Linked DNA regions of Gossypium hirsutum: region 1 is linked to region 2. The links are chromatin contacts, called in public Hi-C maps. All regions are on one chromosome and are shown on one strand. Each heading gives the region's core, a stretch centred on a gene start, on an enhancer-like site or on the middle of the called end of the contact. The rest is flanking DNA. Distances are from core to core; before and after follow the strand shown.

The links. A called contact is a pair of places that touch in the nucleus more often than the background predicts.
Region 1: a contact with region 2 is called in a Hi-C map of hypocotyl, with 2.1 times the contacts expected there. The contact joins two enhancer-like sites. A contact is called at or near these places in 2 of 34 Hi-C or Micro-C datasets (hypocotyl and leaf).

The regions. Positions count from the first base shown.
Region 1 is chrD06:48,847,849-48,853,824 of Gossypium_hirsutum_v2.1, reverse strand. No RefSeq gene overlaps it. Among protein-coding and RNA genes, the nearest start is that of LOC107900644, 12 kb to the right of the region's middle. Within about 2 kb of position 2,899, at least 3 of the 9 cell types and tissues checked have an H3K27ac peak or open chromatin away from gene starts, as enhancers often do. A contact at or near this core is called in hypocotyl, where this site is marked.
Region 2 is chrD06:48,651,578-48,657,372 of Gossypium_hirsutum_v2.1, reverse strand. No RefSeq gene overlaps it. Among protein-coding and RNA genes, the nearest start is that of LOC121218529, 18 kb to the right of the region's middle. Within about 2 kb of position 2,627, at least 1 of the 9 cell types and tissues checked has an H3K27ac peak or open chromatin away from gene starts, as enhancers often do. A contact at or near this core is called in hypocotyl, where this site is marked.

The DNA of each region.
Region 1 (5,976 bases), core at 1,650-4,149, 200 kb before region 2:
TAAAAATGTTAATTTACCATTTTTAATTACTACATCAATAACCTTAATACTAAAATTAGACGAAGGGACCAAGATTTTTAAATAAAAAAGTAAAATGACTAAATGTCTCAAAATTAAAGTATAAGGACTAAATTTAAATTTCAAAAGAGTACAGGGATCTCTACCCTATTTAAACCTATTTTTCATAGTGTATAAGATTATTTTGAAATATTTTTTTTGATTTAATAATAAAATGTTTATAATTTTTTAATATTTAGTTAAGTAAAACAAAATTGAATAAAAAAAGAGTAGCAAAAAAAAGTTAATTAAATATTATTGTAGCAATGAAAAAACTATGCTTGGGCTAAAAAAACCTAGTTAACTTCGTTAATAAAGTAAATATACTTAATAAATAAGAAATGTTAGGGAATAAGAATTATAATAAATTATATAAATGGTTATCCAACTATGCTAGGATTTTTATTTTAATTGCTCAGCTTTAAATTTTTTAATTTAGACATTAACCTTTTGATTTGTTCTTGTTTTGGTCACTATTGTTAAATTGATAACGGGAAGCCTTTTTTTTAATTAGTATAATAACACATTTAGTTCTCAATTCTTACATATTCTATTAATTTGATCATAATTCTAAATTATTCAATAAATTGCAAATTCAATTAATTTGATCCTCAAACTTCCTAACCAAAGCTTTCAACTTATAAAACAGAGACATTCCACATCTATTAATTGTTTTATTTATGGTTGAAATTATCCAATTTGATACATAACTTTTTTTGTTTATATTTTTAAGAAGTTGGAGTTAGAAATTAACTAAACGCCATTAAAAATAATAGAAAATAAAAATTCTAAAAATATAGTATATAATAAAATTACATAAATAATTTAATATTTGTAAATTATAATTTCAACCTGACTAGCATAACTTAAGTTTTTAATTAATTTGTAAATGATTTGACACTAAATCAAATTATTAGTGATACATATTGCTTATTGTGAATTTAAAAATTAGAGAAAAATAGAACACGTAATAATCTCTTAATTCTTTCACACTTTTTTCTTATAAAAATGTAAAGTTTATAACTTTTTTCTCATATAATTATTGATTGAACAATTGAAGTTTTTAAAGCTATATTTTTTAACTTTGGATTTAATTTCCAAATTTAAGAACCAACCTCGAGGACTATTTCTATGTGCCTTGAAGGAAATATCATACTATTAACAACAAGAGTAAATCTAAAGTGTTTCTCTTTTCTTTTTTTTTCTTTTTTTTTTTAGGTTTTTCCATTTTCTTTAGCAAAAATTTTATCAACCAAAGGGTTATAAAATATTATATTTAGAAGAAAAATGATAAAAAAAGGGAAATTAATTAAAGTTTTAAGATAAACTCATTGATATCAGGAGTTGGCTTGGAATATGACTTGTTAGTTGAGAGAAGTTTTTTTTTTCTTGTTTGGGTTTTACAAATTTATAGATGTGGAATGCCTTTCTTTTAAGAGTTCAAAGCTATGGTCTGTAAGATTGAGGATCAAATTGATAGAATTTGTAAATGTGAAGGGTTGAATTTATTAAATTATTTAGAATTAGGATCAAATTGATAGAATATGTAAGTACTGAGGACTAAATGTGTTATTATATCAATTAGAAAAAGACTTTCCGTTCTCAATGTAACGATTGGTGACCAAAATAGGAACAAATGCAAATATTAGTACTTAAATTGAAAATATTTAAAAGTGGATAACCAAAACAAGAACGCGAGCATAATTGAGTGACTATTTATATAGTTTACCCTAAAGTTTATTAGGATGAAGTAGAAAACTAGAATTTAACATTTAGAATTAAGTAGGGGCAATCAACGAGGGTTTGTAGTTTTATCTATAGGTGAATCTATGGAGGGTAGGTAGTCTCCCTTAATATAGAAAGTTGTAATTCAATATCGATAAAATTTTAAGTTAATATATAATAACATTACAATTTCATCTTTTAAAAAATGAAAAAAATTGTTTAATCTTTTCAAAAAAATATTATATTTTAACCTCTTAAAAATTTATAATTCAATTTTAATCCTTATTTTATCCATAAAAGTTAGTCAATTATGCATCAAAATATCAAATCACATTAAATATGATTAGTAAGGTTAATGTGGTGTTAATTTAAGTTGATTTTATGAGATGGCAATTAACAAATATATACAACCTTTCTCATATCTCTAGGCTTCACATAAAAAGAAAAAGGAATAATAATTTGATAAAAAGAAAATCACTTGTTTCCCGTATCCATAGGGAAATGATTAAAATAAAGATGTGGGGTTATTAGTGAATATAAAAAGGTTTCTGCTGCTACTAAAATGAAGAGAAGATGAAGGATTAGATATCAAATATCCCTATTCTTATTCTAAAATGCAAATATGCAATCCATAGTTTTACCCCAAACTAAGGGAGTGTAGACTACAGCATTGCCCTAGACACATGATAATTGATAAGCATGGATGCCAGGTGTCTACAAATAACTAAAATATGCTGATTCTTTAAAAATATCACTTCCCTGTTTATCAAAATTTATAAATATTAATCAAATTAAGATTAAGGAATGAGAGATGGAATTTGTAGTTATTTTTAACTTATATTGTGTCATTATAAGTTGTCAAGAGGAGAGTTGGCAGGATACTAATTGTCTGTCAAGTTGAATGAAGCACAATCAGAATCACGAGCACATCTTGATATTCGCAATTCACTAAAGAATTGTAGGTGCAAAAAGTTTAATTTCTTTAGGGAGAAACAATCATATTTTCCACACAAATTTCCATCCTAAAATTGGGTTTCCCATTTATTAACCTAGGAGTGTGGGCTCAAGTGGAGAAGTAGACATAACTTGGGCGAGACTATACATTAGACATAGTCAGTGAGTTCGAAACACTAATTGGGCTAGTTGGATCCAGACAAGACAATGAATTTGGTTTTTTTTTATTGGTGTTGGTGTGCTTAAATTAGTGAACTATGAATTTGTGGGTTGCTGTCTTAGGAGTTAAAAGAGTTTGGACCCTTAACTTTAAATCTTGTGGGGAAATAGACAAGATTTGATCTAATTTAGGATATTTTAAATTTATACAAGCTTTAACAAGTTAATAACGAAGGCAATTGTGCGAAGCCTTTACAATCATTTACTCCAATTAATTGGCAGCTACTAGAGTAGGGATAGTCGAAGCTGAATACAGATGAATCTTCAATAGGCACATGAAGAGATGGATCAAGTGCATTTATGAAAGCTTTAACGGTGCAAAAAAAAAACCCTCAAATTTTTTTTTTCTAAAAAAAGTAATTAAGCTCCTTTTCTTTTGCACTTAATTGGGTACTTGAACTCTTAAAATGTATCAAAAAGACTTTCAAACTTAAAAAAAAAACCAATTAAGCCCCTATTTTTATTAAAAATTATAAAAAAAATTATAAAAAATAAAATCAATAAAAGCTATAAATTTTAATAAATTTTAATAAAAAAATTAAATATTAAAATTTATTAAAAATTAGAAAAAAATATAAAAATCGTAAAAAATATAAAAATGGTAAAATTTTATAAAAATCGTAAAAAAATATATAAAATATATAGAAACATAAAAAAATATAAAAGTTTATAAAATAGTAAGAAAATTATACAAAATGTAAAGAAATATAAATTTCGAAAAAAAATTATAAAAATTATGCACCAAAGAAGCATTTTATAATATTTTCTAAAACTTTTATTGATTTTAATTCTTTTATCATTTTTCACCACATGTCACACTGTATTGCGACACGTGATGACTTTAATTGAAAAAAATAAGGGTCATTAATTTTTTATGATTTTTATAAAAATTTAAAATTTATTTATGATTTTATAAAAAATATTTTAATAAATTTTTTATATTTTATATTTTTATTAAAATTTAATAAATTTTCTAAAATTTATTATTTTTATAATTATTTTTTCTAATTTTTAATAAGAGTAGAGGCTTAATTGCTTTTTTGAAAAATTTTAAGGATCTTTTTCATGCATTTTGAAAGTTCAAGTACCCAATTGAGTGAAAAAAAAATAGGGGTTTAATTGGTTTCTTTGAAGAAGTTTGAGGGCATTTATACATTTTGAAAGTTCAAGTGCTTAATTGAGTGCAAAAAAAAAAAGAGGAGGGATTTGTTGTTTTTTAAAAAAAAGTTTAAGGATTTTTTAAACTCTTGAGCCTTTATAAAAGACCAACACGGAAACTGGATCGTAGGATCCTACTGCCACATCCCTTGTACTACAAGTGTAGACATAGAATTATGGACTCTTCATAATGGACTATGTTGACACTATTTTTTTGACAAAACGGGGTCGACTTGGATTTTAAAAATGAAAACGAATATGGAGTCGCCACCAATCCTTTTTGATAAGGTGTGATCGGGCCACCTCGAAAAGTGGTTATTTTAATAAACAATTTGATTTTATTAAAACAACGATTTTGGTCCACGAAATTCAAAAAACGAGTTCGGGAGTCAATTACGTATGAGGAAGGATTAGCACCCTCGTAGCGCCCAAAATTGGTACCTAGTTGATTAATTAATGTCTTAGTGTCGAAGATTGAAAATTTTGAAGAATTTTAAAAATACGATCCTTTATTGAAATGTTGAAAATTTTTGAGAAAATGGCATATTTTACATTAATCGAGAAAGAGAATTATATCCAGTAAGTTAGGACACAAGTCTTGAATTCTCGATGCGCGAATGAATGCCGAAAATTTACTTATTTAAAAGATATTTAGCTATCTCGGATTTAAAAAGGGATCATGCCCAGTAAGTTAGGACACGATCTTTTCTTAATTCCCGAGATCATTTAAAACTTGAGTTTGAAAAGATCCGTGTATTTAGATTTATTGTGAAAATCGAAACCCAGTAAGTTAGGGTACAACCTTCTCGAATCTAAACATACGAAATGTCATTTATTTAGAATAAATTTTGACATACTGAGTAAAATGAAACACGATGTCGTGATAAAAAGAATGCAAAAACGAATGACATTGTTGATATACATAGCAAAACAATAATGAATACGATGGTGTAAAGATAACACAAGCAACAACAACAAAAATAAGATAAATAAAAAGTACAAATCCATAACATACAAAACAAATATATAAGCAAATAAAGTCAAAGCATTCTTTTAAAATAATAACGAAAATAAATAAATAAATAAAATGAATAAAATTATAAAAATGTAAAAAGATATATATATATATATATATGTATGTGTGCATAAAATTATGAAAATATGAAAAAATTTATGTACATAAAAATATATGTAAGTATGTATGTATATATGTATATAAAGATATGAAAAAAAAATAAAGGTAGGTATATATGTATATTTATAAAAATTAAAAAACGTATGTAGATATATATATTATGTGCATGTATGCATTAGAAAATATATAAAAATATATGTACACATGAATTATAAACTATAGAAAATAAATAAGAAAAATATAGATTTTAAAATATAAAGAGTATGTATAAGTATATATATATAAATTTAAAATGCGCATATAAATACATACATGTATATAAATTATAAAATATATAAAAAAAATATAAGCGTGTATATGTATGTAAATATTAAATATGTATATATGTGTGTCTATATATATAGAAGCAATTATATAATAATAATATAATAAGATACATATATTTAAAATTTACATAGTAAGTATAAACAAAAATATGATGATAATAAAAATAATATTAATAATAATAATAACAATAATAATTTATTAGTTTTAATAATAAAATAACCAAAATAACAAAAACAAAAGGGCTAAATTGAATTTTAAAACAAAATTCGGGGTCAAATCTGAAAATAAATAAAAGAGAGGACCCAATAGGAAGCGCAAATGACAAGGAGGGACCAAATGGGCAATAATCCCCACCCTCCAAAACGTCGTCGTTCAAGTGTGGGCCAAACTGAATTCATAAA
Region 2 (5,795 bases), core at 1,378-3,877:
GGGAGTCAAAATTGAATGAGAGGAGCTATGGAATGCACTAGATGACAAAAGAAAAATATGGAGAAGAGACTAACATGGGTTTTATAAGGATGAAGGGGAAAATAGGGTGAAAATTAATATTTGGTTTAATTTCCTTTTAAGAACTCATAATTTAGACCCTTTTATTAATCAATCCTTATTTCAAAATTGAAGGTCTTTTAAACATTATTTTCAAAAATTGTTTCAATTTTCAAAAAGCCATAGATGAAAACAATTTCGGGTTACCACAGTTCAAAATTTCCAAACCCATTCCAAGCCAAAATTCCTAATTTACCTTAAAACTTTTAGGCCCACTTTTGGGGTGTGACAACGTAATTAAGTAAATAGGTTATCTTTAAATAGGCATTATAAGCTTGAAAAACTTCAAGTAGTGTGAACGTGATCTTTTTGAATTGTGATTTAGTAATACTCCTATATGGCATCAAATAAGAAGAGGTTTTGAGGGATTTAACATCTATAGCAACTATATTTCTTCATCCACAATCATATATAAAGTCTTTAAATAGAGTCCTTACTTGACTGATTTTCTGATCCTATCCATAAAAGAGTTATTGCTCGCCCTAATTAAACCAATTAGTTATGAAAGTAAACTACAAAATTAATCATTAATAAGTAAACTATAAAATTAATCTTTAATTCAATAATAAAAATATCATTAGTAATAGAAAAAAAAACATAGTATTCAAACCATAGCAATCCATGTATTAAATATCACAACATTAATATCTATACTTAAGTAGAGGGCAAATAAAGTTCACCAACCAAAAAAATCATCATAACTCTAAATACCATAAGCAATAAAGCAATCATAGTAGTAGTAGTTCCTTGACTCCTATCTTATTTTTTGTTAAAGGACTTCTCTTTCCTGCATTAAGTCCTTTTCTTGTAACATGATTTGGGATGCAAGGGAAGCAATAACATATGCCTCTTGTTCTAGGCTTATACATCCTTATACAATAGAGCAGCCACACATTTGTTAGCACACATGCCTTGTTTTGATGGAAACCAGATCATGGTTATAATTGTTTGAAGGGTGGCATCATTTGGTTCCAATTTAGAATTCATGAAGTCTTAACCTTCAAGTCATGTGGTCCTGACGTTGTTAGTTGTGCAGTAAGATTAATAGTTTAGAACAAATTATCATCATTATCTTCTCTTCTATGGGGTAAGAATTATTGATGTCAATGGGGTTGAAGGAGAAGTAATGCTCATGCACATAGGCCTTTATATAGTGCTCATCATCATTATCAGTTATTGTCTTCTAAAAATTAGCATAGAACTCGAGTACCATGTTCTTGACATGTGGAATTCTGCATAGATGAGGAAAGAAGTATAACACTAGAGTTTTCAAACCTTTTCAAGGCTTTAACTACATCATTCTCATATTTGAATGACTTGTACATGTTCCCCTTAAAGCCAATAACTAGCGATGCACACTCCTTCCATGAGTGGTAGATGCTAGGTTTCTTCCCCCGGAAAATAACATAGAGCTTCTCCCTCTTTTTCTTTTGTAGATTCATTCTTGAATATCTGTAAAGGATGATGGAGACTTGAATTTTCCGGAGAGAGAAAGAACGAAAGAAGAAGATGGTAAAATGAAGAGGTTGAGCCTCTTGAAAAGGAAAAGTAAGAAACAATTACATGGATGATGGTAAACAATAATAAATGGAGCGGGGAAAATAAGATTATCGGCGAGAGAGATGAGGCAATTGAAAGATAAAGATAAGAGAGAATTGGGGTTGGTAATACAATCTCAATACATTCATTTTTAGACTAGAGTGAATCGTATTTTATTTTTAATTTCAAACTATTACAAGGGTATATCAAAGAATTCACTGCCCAAAAATCTCATTCTAAACATCTTCCTTGTAAATAATTATTCAATCATGTATTCATTTCCTATTTTATTTATTAACTTTCCCATTAATGAATTGATTGTGAGTTAAACTATTATGTTTTAATAATTTTTTTCCTTCTTCTCTTTTCGTGATTGGGCAGTGCTTGGTGGACTTAAACAATTAAATATTTAGAACTCGTTATAGTTTTCTATTTAAATTTTCATCTAGCTCTTAAATTTATATTTTTTGTTAAATCATTTTAAAATAGATGAAAAATATTTTGAACTTTTTTAACGTGGCATGCAAGTGGATTGCCACATAGATGACATGTCATCATTTAATTAATTTTTTTTAAAATTTAAAATTTTAAAATTATTAAAAATATATATTTTAAAATTAAAAATAATAATTAAATGATAACATGTCGTATACGTGACAATTTACCAAGTTTGAGGGTTGAAAAGACAATTAATTATTTTGATAAAATTAGAGGCGTATTTATAAGGGAGGGAAAGTGTTGCATTGTAATTTAATGTTGGAAAAAGACCACTTCATTCTTGTTTCAAACACAAGATGCTACGAAGAGAGTCTTAATAAAAACATCAGATAGTGCTGCAAATTACAAACATATTATGAACAATTCCAACCCCAATTATTAAAACCGATGAAATGCTTCAACAGTCAACACCATATAAGGTGTTAAATCCCTCTCACATAGGATAAAGGCCCAAGGATCCAAATGCTCACATACATCTATTGTCAAGTCGCCTTGTAAAGGCAGCACATGTAAAAGCAACGAGCCTTTCAACTACTTGCCACATAAAATTAATGGGCACCCAAACCAACAATAGATCTCCACTAACAACCCAGAAACATTTTGGATTTACTATTGTCAACACTCTAGCCTAATGCAGAGAATTTTATTTATTTATTTTTGAAAATCCCAAAAATCGATCTCAATTTTGGTGTTTTACATGATTTTCATTCACAAATTACAAAATCAATTGAATTTTATTTTTTTATTAATTTGTAATTAATTTAAATTTTATATAAGGTAAAAATAGATATTTTATATTTAAAATAATTTAAAAAATAATATATACTTTTTTTAAAAGTTATTGATTATTTTTTACTTAATTAATTAGTTTTTTTAAAAATATTTATGAAAAGAAATTAAAATTTTGTCAAATAATGTTCAAAAGCTATAAAAGAAAGCTCATTTTGTCAAATAAAATCCAAAAATTCAAACCCAAAATAATATGAAAATATCAAGAATTGAATCAAACCGTATTATCACATATGACTTAAAAAATCCTAGAAAAAGAAAAAACTGAATCAAGCCACACACAACCATGCTCTTGCCAAACTATTCTTGCTTCGCCTTATATAAAAGTTATTAGCATATTGTTTTATTTTTTATATTAATACATATGGGTATTTCTGTATTTTAATGTGTTTGTTAAAATATTTGAAGTTGTTGCAATGTGTTAAGGGAAGTACCCACTTCCTTTACCATTATGACAAAATAATAACTTGCAATATTTGGAATATTGACAGTTTATTGAACCAGATTTTTGAGTTGTGCTGATATCGTGGAATGATTCAAGCTGATCAATGAAGTTTAATTCATGTGAAGAAACATATTTGAAGGATTGAATTGTATATGTCGAATCCTTTGGATGAAGGAAGTTGGACTGGACCGAAACTTGAAGACTTATTTGCGAATGGTCCATTTTACTTTGGTTATTGAGTATTATATTATATTTAGCTAATATAACTACTGTTTAGAAGGGATTGTAATTGATTTTCATTATGTTTTCAAGTCTAGAAAACTTTATATAATTGAGAGACTTGTATAGGTTATGAAAGTGATTGATTGAGAGCACTTATCTATTTAAGTAAGGTTTTGGTATTTGTGAAAGCACATATATATATATTGTAAAACCTATTTGTGATTGGTTTTACAACCTAAGTTTTTAGTGGAATAATTTAGTGGTGAGAGATCTAGTCTTTGAGATACAAAAGTAAAGATTTTTCATTAAGTTGTGTTAGAACTAGGATCACTTGTATTTGCTTCAAAGATAGTGGATTCATCTCATTGAGCTAGACTTTACAGATATAGGAAAACTAAACTGCATAAACAACTTTACTGTCTCTTGTTTTCATTGTTTTTGTCATAATTTTTGCAGAAATACCCACTTCTACAGACACTTCTTGTAACGCCTCGAAAATTTGAATTTCTAATTTGTTAAAGTCTATCATAATTAAGTGTGTGCTTTAGTGGATAAGGGCCTTAAATGTGTGCTTGAGGTCATGGGTTCAAAATTTTTTTTTTGGAAAAATTAAGTTATTGTTTCTCTTAACTCTATCCTTGTTTATTTGGCTTAAAATTATTTTCGTTGAACTTGTGACATATGAGCTTGTTGGTTTAGTGGTAAGGTGTTAGTTTATCGTATGGTCATGTGTTCGAAAATTGATAATATTTTTTTGTTATTTTTGCTTGGGTCACCTAGGTGGATGAGTTTGGATCAATTTCAAACTTTGGATAATGCGTTAGTTACCAGAAATTTGATTAGTGGTTAGTAGGATTAGATTTGGGTTGTTTTAAAATTAATTAGATTTTCCCCTAACTTCTCCCTAAATTTTTGCTCCCACATCTCTCTACTCCTGCCATTTTTTTTTTCTTTTTTTTTTCTGTTTTCTCTCAAGTCATGCTCATCTTTTCTTTTAAGCTTTTCCTTTCTTTCCTTTCTTTATGCTCATTTACGATGGGGTCTTAGTTTATTGATTATCCTCTCGTTGTTGTCGCTGCTTGTTCTTGAGGGTAAGTGACCGTATTCATCGCTGTTTGAGGTTGAGTTCTCTGTATTGAAGTTTGATTGACATTGTTGGGTCATGATTTAGCACTCAAGTTTTGTAAAATTAAGTTAATTAATTCATATGAATGGTCGTTTTAGGTACTAAAGTATTCGTCCTTGGGTCCACATCGAAAATGACTAGGTGCGTAACGAAAACCTGAAAACTCGCGAATGGTTGAAAGCCAAAAAATAGACTATCTATGCCACACGGTCGTGTGCCAAGCTGTGTGCAACACATAACAGCATGACAAACCGTGTGCTAGATCGTCTCGATCAATTGGGCCGTGTGGGTCATATGGGCGTGGGTGACGTGTAGTCCATACGGGTTGGCCAAGTAGGTCGTGTCGGCCACACGGGCATGTATAAGACCCTGTAGGCCACATAGGTTGGCCAAGTAGACTGTGTGGGCCGTACGGGCATATGGGCCCAAATTTTAAAATGTGTTCTAGGGTCGTATTCGTCGTACAAGTCAGACGTAGGCCTTCTGTAGGGTCCGTATGATACAAATTAGGCTATAAATCATGATATCTGATGTTCTGTTAATGTTAAATACGATTTATGTACACATGATTAATAAGTTATATGCTAAGAATGATCTGTATTATGTTAAGTATGATCCATATTATGTTAAGTATAATATGTTATTTGCTAAGTATGGTCTGAATTAGGTATATAAAGCATGTATATCATATACATTTATGATACCTGTTAGTTCTGCATGTTCATTGGGGTGGGAAATATGTTTATGGAGGAAGTCTGGGCGGTTTAATCTATTTGACGTATTTGGTGGCTTAGCCAAATATATATATGATTCTGGCGAATTACTGCTTAATGATCTGGCAGTTAGGCTACAAATATTCTGAAAAGTGACCTACAGTCACTTAGTGGTGTGTAGGGCTGGATGGGTTTAATACCCTATATGGTGTGTAGGGATGGTCAGAGATGATGTGTAGTAGATGGGGTAGGATTTAAAATCTATATTTGATGTGTTTTGATTCTGTTTTTGTTTGTGAAATATGTCTGTTTGAAATCCGAACATATGTCTGAACTCGTATATGTT